Regions from separate parts of the Rattus norvegicus genome. Here region 1 is linked to region 2. Evidence: chromatin contacts called from public Hi-C data. All regions are on one chromosome and are shown on one strand. The core of a region is the stretch at or near the end of the contact, and the rest is flanking DNA. Distances in the headings are between cores, read along the strand shown.

Region 1 (3,135 bases), core at 183-2,682, 270 kb before region 2:
AGGACACAGTGACCTTGGGTTCTGGTCTGAACAGCTTGTGATGGAGCCCAAGCCCCAGCCCCAGGCCAGACCTCACCAGTGGTCTGAGTCTTTCAATTGGTTCCTGTGACAACAGTCAAGCGCAGTGTTATGGTGGCGTAGGAGGAAAAGTCTTATAACCCATGAAGGCCAAACACCAGCAAGAGATATCTTGCCGGGGATTCAGACTGAGAACAAGCTCTTAAACTGCATCAAAGCCACCTCTACCCCAGGCTTCCCGGTTACTGGACGGCGCTGGGCCTGATGCTGGAGCGCCTGACTACAGGAGTCAGGCCTAATAGAGGGGCTTTTCTTTTCACCGGCTTGGGCTGCCACCCCCGCCCTATCCCCCAGCAAAGAAAGGCTCTCCGGCCATTTCCATTCCCTCTGTGGCTCAAGAGCCCTGTTATTTAATACCGTGGCCACCCGGGCAGCATCCTGCCGCGGCCTGCTCCACCCATCCACCTGGCCAATTCTCCCTATTCCTTTAGCCGAGCGAGGTGGGGAGAGCATTAGGGGAAACAGCCTTCTATAACAAAGGGGAGAGGGTCACAGGAATACAAAGGCCTGGAAAGACTGGAAGACTAGGACGCGAGTAGTGAAGGGGGCACCTAGCCAGGGCAGCAGAGAGCGGGCGGAAGCTCCGGGCATTGCGGACATTACACTGGGGCGGGGGGAGAGGCGGGGCGCTGAGAGGTGAGGGCCAGGCCTCTGGCTGAGTGGACAGAATCGCCCCGGGGGGTACTAGAGCCGGAAGAGGCCTCGGCCCAGATACTGTCCACACCCAAGAAATGGGAGGAGGAGTGGTCTGCACTTAGAAAGGGAGCCAGATTCACTCAGCAACCCCCACCCTGCCCTTCTTTGAAATAGACAAAGGACATTTTCTTAATTTTTGGCAAACGCGGCTGGAAGGTCCCTGCCCCCGACGTCCCCAGGCGCCACAGATCTTGAAAAGAGAAGGTTCCCCAGTAGGGGTCCTCTCGCTCCCCCTCCCCATCGCCTGAGGTGACAAGAGATACGCAAATCGAGGTGTGTCCTCCCCCACCCTGCGCTGAGCCCAAGATCTGGAGGCCGCAGCGCCCCCCACCCTCTAGTCACACTGACGGTTCCTGCCCAAGCCCGCAGTGGCGTGAAGGTGGCCTTTACCTCCTCTCGCAGGCTGGGAGGAGGGTACAACCCACGCAGCTAAACCAGCTGCTGCAGTCGCCGCCGCCCTCCATTCATTACAAAGGAAAAAAAAAAAAGGAACAACAACCTCCACCCCTCTTTGTAAAAGAACGTCGGCCCCAGGAGGAGCAACAGCCGGCCCCAGCAATCACGGGTTAAGCTCTTTTCCGGCCCCCCATTCATAAAAAAAGGAGCCTAGCGCATGCGCGTACGGGGTCGCTTGTGCCCACCCATTCATAGAATCGCGAGCGGCGCGCGTGCGCACTGGAGCTCGCTGCCCTCCCATTCATAAAAAAGCCATTTTCCCAGGCAAGGGTTGCAACATCGCCGCCGAGGCAGCGAGCTGAGCTGACAGCGCGGAGCTGGCGCTGCAGGACTCAGAGAGCCTTACCGGCTCCTCTGACTTGGCGTCTGTGAGTACAACGGCGACTGACCCACTCTGGTTCGGGGATTTACACAGACGTGGAGCGATGCTTGTGACTCTGCAGCTCCTCAAAGTAAGTCCACAACCGGTTTGGGGAACCAAAAGTACCCCCTCGATGCCGTGACGCGGCTCCCCTCGGGCTGGGGCCAATGGTGCACTATTTCGATCCCCTTTGGTGTCCCTTCCCTCGGCGTGCGCCTCCTCGGGTCCCTTGCGGTACACCGCAGCTACCAGGCGCGCCCGGCCGGCACGGAGCTGGGGGTGTTCACAGCCTGGCACTGCCGTTTTCGACCCCGGGCATTGCCAAGCCCGGCTTCCGCGCCCTGTGCGACTCTGGAAGCCCTGTGCGTGTCAGGGGAGTTTGCCTCTGGCCTGGCCTCTTCTACCACCACTCTCCTTGAGCGCTGGAACCCGCAGCCCCGGGCTCGCTCTGGAGCGACCGCTTGGGACTGGGGGGCGCCCTAGGTTTGGGCGACTCGCCCACCCCCGGGCTTCGTGCCCACGGTGCCAGCTCTCTCGTGGGTCTTCCCAGCCCGCCTCAGCGGCCTATGCTCGACGTAGCTTTTTCTTTCTTGGTTCCGAGCCGTGGTGGACAAGGTTTCCTATCCTTATGCTTTCCTACTGGATGGTCAGCGTGGGGCCGGCCAAGGACTGAGGTTTTCTGCTCCCTCTCCTTGGCGAGGAGGTTCCAGGCCGTCTGACCTTTGCTCGGCTGCCTCATTTTATGCTGTACAACTGCCTTGTTTCGCTCCTTCTGGGCCTGAGGCTCTTTAGCCACCCGGTGCCCCCCTATCCTCAGACATCGATCTTTGCCAAGCCCCAGGGCCCCTGGGCCTCTCGCTAAGGCTGTGGTGGGGGCTGAAGGTGCGTTTACATAACGCCGGGCGTGTGGGAGCTGGAGGAAGAGGTTGCGTGCGTAGGAGAGATAAGGTGCCCACTTTCCCTCCTTGTTGGTACCAGACTTGACAACACCGAGAATAGAGGATAAAGACGGTATGTTCTGAAAAATTCGGAGTCGCCAGGGCCACGGGGGCATTGAGGAGGGTAAGGGGGAGGACGGGCTTGGCCAACCCCGGCAGCTGGAGCTTGGCTTCATCACTGGGGCCACGGCTGTGCCCAACTCTCTCTCCAAGCAGACGATCAAAAAGCATTTACAGTAGCTGCTCTTGGGCAAGAAGACGGTTTCTCAATTCATTTGATTGGGAGCTGGGGGTTGTGAGCAAAGGAGGCGAGAGGCAGAAAGATGGTTGCATGACTTGAAGGGCTGAGAGGGATGGAGTTCTTGGCGACATGGGCTGGAGGGGATTGCATGCTGGCTGAGTAAAAGGGAAAGCTGTTGGCTGGGCATCCATATTGTCAGGCCTGGCTCAGGGCAGAAGGCCTCCCACTGCGCAAGGAGGCTTCTCAGACACTGTGATGCTGCGAGGAAAAGATCGATTCCTTGGGGTCCTCAAACTCAGTGGCAGTCTCTCCTCATCAATGTCTCCAAACCAGTGGCGTGATTCCCCCATTTTCAGGAGAGGCAA
Region 2 (3,494 bases), core at 327-2,826:
GAGGACCCAGCCCATTGTGGGTAGAACCACACCTGGGCTTGCGGTCCTGGGTTCTATAAGAACACAGGCTGAGCAAGCACAGAGAACAAGCCAGTAAGCAGCGCAGGCGTGCACATACATACACTCTCACGGCCTTTGCATCGGCTCCTGCCTCCAGGTTCCTGCCCTGTTTGAGTTCTCATCCTGACTTCCTCCAATGACAAACAGTAAGTATAAGCCAAAAACCCCTTTTCTCCTCAAGTTGCTTTTGGTTATGTTTCATCACTGCAATATGAACCCTAACTAAGACACATGGGTACCAAAGCTCTTGGCAAAGCCCAATATAATAGAAGGGCTGACCACATAAGTTCTTCTCCCTGACTTAAGCATGGGCATTTCCTAAATGCCCTCAGAGTTTGAGATACCCCAAGGTAGACAACTGGAGAGGTGGCTTGGCAGTTAAGTGTTTGCTTCTCTTGTGGAGGATCTGAATTCAGTTCCTAGCACCCAAGTCAGGGAACTCCACAACTTTAGCACCTGGGGATTCAATGCCACTTTCTGGCCAACTTGGGCACCTCCATACATGAGACTTACACACAGAGAAACACGCACATACATTTAAGTCTTTTTAAAAGACTATGTCTTGTTTGGATACTACAAAGTGAAAACATAGACAGGAAGTAGGGTGGACCCAAGAATGACAAGGGCCTTCTTTTCTCTCCTTGTTCTGACTTCCGCTCTGGCTGGCTGACACCCAGTAATTTCTTTTTTCTTTTTTTTTTTTTTTTGTTGTTGTTGTTCTTTTTTTCGGAGCTGGGGACCGAACCCAGGGCCTTGTGCTTCCTAGGCAAGCTCTCTACCACTGAGCTAAATCCCCAACCCCGACACCCAGTAATTTCGACATAAGTAACCAACCTAACTTTCTGCAAGAGAACAGTAGATCCCTCCGAGAGACATCACAAACGAGATAATTAAGCAGTAGTTGCGCCTTTTGCCCAGCTTTGTGACTTGAGCATAGGGAGTCCCTTGACGGACTGCTGTCTTATCTCTGCTCTGACATACAATCAGGAGTCTGCACAACCATACTTTTTTTTTTTTTTTTTGGTTCTTTTTTTTCGGAGCTGGGGATCGAACCCAGGGCCTTGTGCTTCCTAGGCAAGCGCTCTACCACTGAGCTAAATCCCCAACCCCTTACAACCATACTTTTTTAAAGTCTCCTTTTCAAGGTCCGAATTCTGGAGGGAGGGGCTGGGGACCGAAATAGCCAGATTTAGCTACAGATTTAGCTGTGTTCAAGGCGCCAGTGCACACAGCCAGTGCTCAAACAATGCATCCTCTCGTAAGGCCTACACCCCGGCATCTTGTCCAGGGCTTAGTGCTACTGCTGTGTCAGTGTGCACCCCACGCCGGGCTGAGAGGGGCTGTGGCTGCACAGTCAGCAGTCCACTTTGCACTTTACATCTAAGTGACACACCCAGATCAGAAGGTCACACCTTGGGGCCTCAGGCAGAGCTGCCTGGCAGTAAAGGACGGCCCTGAGTCAGCTGGCAGTGCGCGCGCACCTCGTGACCTGTGACCACGTGACGTGCACGGCCCGGCTGCCAGTGCTGTCGCCGCTGCAGCTGCGGAAAGCCTACGAGTAAGTGGGAGCGACCCTTCGGGATTTCCGGACCCCCGGACCTGGGTCACTGGTGGCCCGAGGGGCGACGTGAGCGCAGTCTGGGTGGGGGACGCCAGGCTACGCGGACGACGGCGAGCCGTTAGCCCTCCCTGCGCAGGGTTACCTGTATCCCTCGGTGCTTTAGGGGAAACTAAGGACCCTGGGAGCAAGCTGGGAGGGCAGGAAGTACCCCGCCCCTCTCCATGCCTCGCCACCTTCTCCAAGTGCCCTACGGTGACTCCGCGGCACCTCTGGTACTCGAAGGGAGCTGGAGGCAGGGGACCTGCCCTAGGTGAGGATGTGGGCAGGAGCAGGCCCAGCTGTTGGTGACAGTGGCCCGCCGACTGTATGCTATGTAGTTCACGTGCTGTCGTGAAATCGAGGAGGCAGGTACTGACGAGTGCAATTTTACACTGGAAGGAACGGGCCAAGAAAATTCTGGTGTTTTGTAAGGTCCTCTCCAGACAAGGACTGACCCCTCAGTACCGCCTCCTGGTGGTTGGCGAAGACAAGCCGCCCAACCTGTTCACCTATGAGGGAGGAGAAGGCTGTTGCTTGGCTGAAAGGACTCTGTCCTCCTCCCCAGTCTTCTCTGTCCCTGCCCTCCCCTTAATTCAATTTGTTATGTCCACGCTGCAGGTCGAGATGAAGCTCATTATTCTGGAACACTATTCACAGGCCAGTGAGTGGGCGGCCAAGTATATTAGGAACCGCATCATCCAGTTTAACCCAGGACCTGACAAGTACTTCACCCTGGGGCTCCCCACCGGTATGCAGTGGGAAAGAGGGGGTGGTGGGTAGCGGGTTTCCAATTGGGGGAAAGTAAGCACATAACAGGTAATAACAAAGCAGGGTAATCACGGGTTGGGGATTTAGCTCAGTGGTTAGAGCGCTGGCCTAGGAAGCACAAGGCCCTGGGTTCGGTCCCCAGCTCCAAAAAAAAAAAAAAAAAAAAAAAAAGAACCAAAGCAAGGTAATCACAACTAAGACAATGGGCACGGGGTTCGTATAACCTTTTGAAACAAAGAAAGGGGTGCAAGATGGTAATAAATAACTTTTTGAAATAAAGGCACGATTGCCGTTCCTGGAACAGGCAGTAAAGAACCAGTCCTAGTTAAAGTTACAGGTGAGGCATAGCTCAGTCCTTGAAAAACAGAGGTTTAACCATAAACAGGAAGCAGAAGTTAAATCCTAACTCAGTCCCGTTCTCTACTGGTAGAGGGTACTAGCTGAGCCCTACTCATAGGAGAACTGAGAAGTTAATCATTCAAATACTTTTCTATAAAGCTTAGTTGATTATAAAGTCCAATTGTCTTCTGGAAAAGAGTCTGAATGTTACCTTTACAGGAAGATATTTTGATCCAGTGCCTTGGTGGTTTGTCCGACCCATCCACCGTAAAGAGGCCTTCAGACTTCTGCAGTAAATATTTCAGGTGTCACTATTACAGCTGCTCATTTTGCCACTGTAGGTAGGAAAACAGCCACTGGTGGATATATATGTGGATGCGTGTGGCTAGACGTTTAAAAACTTTCTTTGTAGACACTGAAGTTTGGGCTTACATAATTTTCATGTCGTGAAATATTCTTTTGATTAAAAAAATATTTAAAAACTTTAAAACCATTCTTGGGCTGGAGAGGTGATGGCTCAACAGTTAAAAGCACTGCCATTCTTGCAGAGGACCGGAGTTCAGGTCTAGCACCTAATGACAGTAGACCCCAGCCATCCCTAAGTCCAGCTTCAGGTGATGTAAAGCCCTCTTCTGGAATCTGCAGACACCTGCATTCACATGCGTAGTCTCACACATGAAAGAAAATTTTGTTCATTTGTTTGTTTGTTTGTTTTTGAGTCAAGGTC

What was found. A called contact is a pair of places that touch in the nucleus more often than the background predicts.
Region 1: a Hi-C map of mammary epithelial cells shows a contact between it and region 2, with 2.2 times the contacts expected there. The contact joins the promoter of Spry4 here to the promoter of Gnpda1 in region 2. A contact is called at or near these places in 2 of 12 Hi-C or Micro-C datasets (the Rat2 cell line and mammary epithelial cells).

The regions. Positions count from the first base shown.
Region 1 is chr18:30,700,843-30,703,977 of GRCr8, reverse strand. Spry4 (sprouty RTK signaling antagonist 4) reads left to right here and starts at 1,432. Exons shown (of 2, transcript NM_001106150.1): 1 at 1,432-1,682. It also overlaps a transcript of Arhgap26 not described here.
Region 2 is chr18:30,426,712-30,430,205 of GRCr8, reverse strand. Gnpda1 (glucosamine-6-phosphate deaminase 1) reads left to right here and starts at 1,576. Exons shown (of 7, transcript NM_001134995.1): 1 at 1,576-1,618; 2 at 2,279-2,408. The coding sequence starts at 2,285.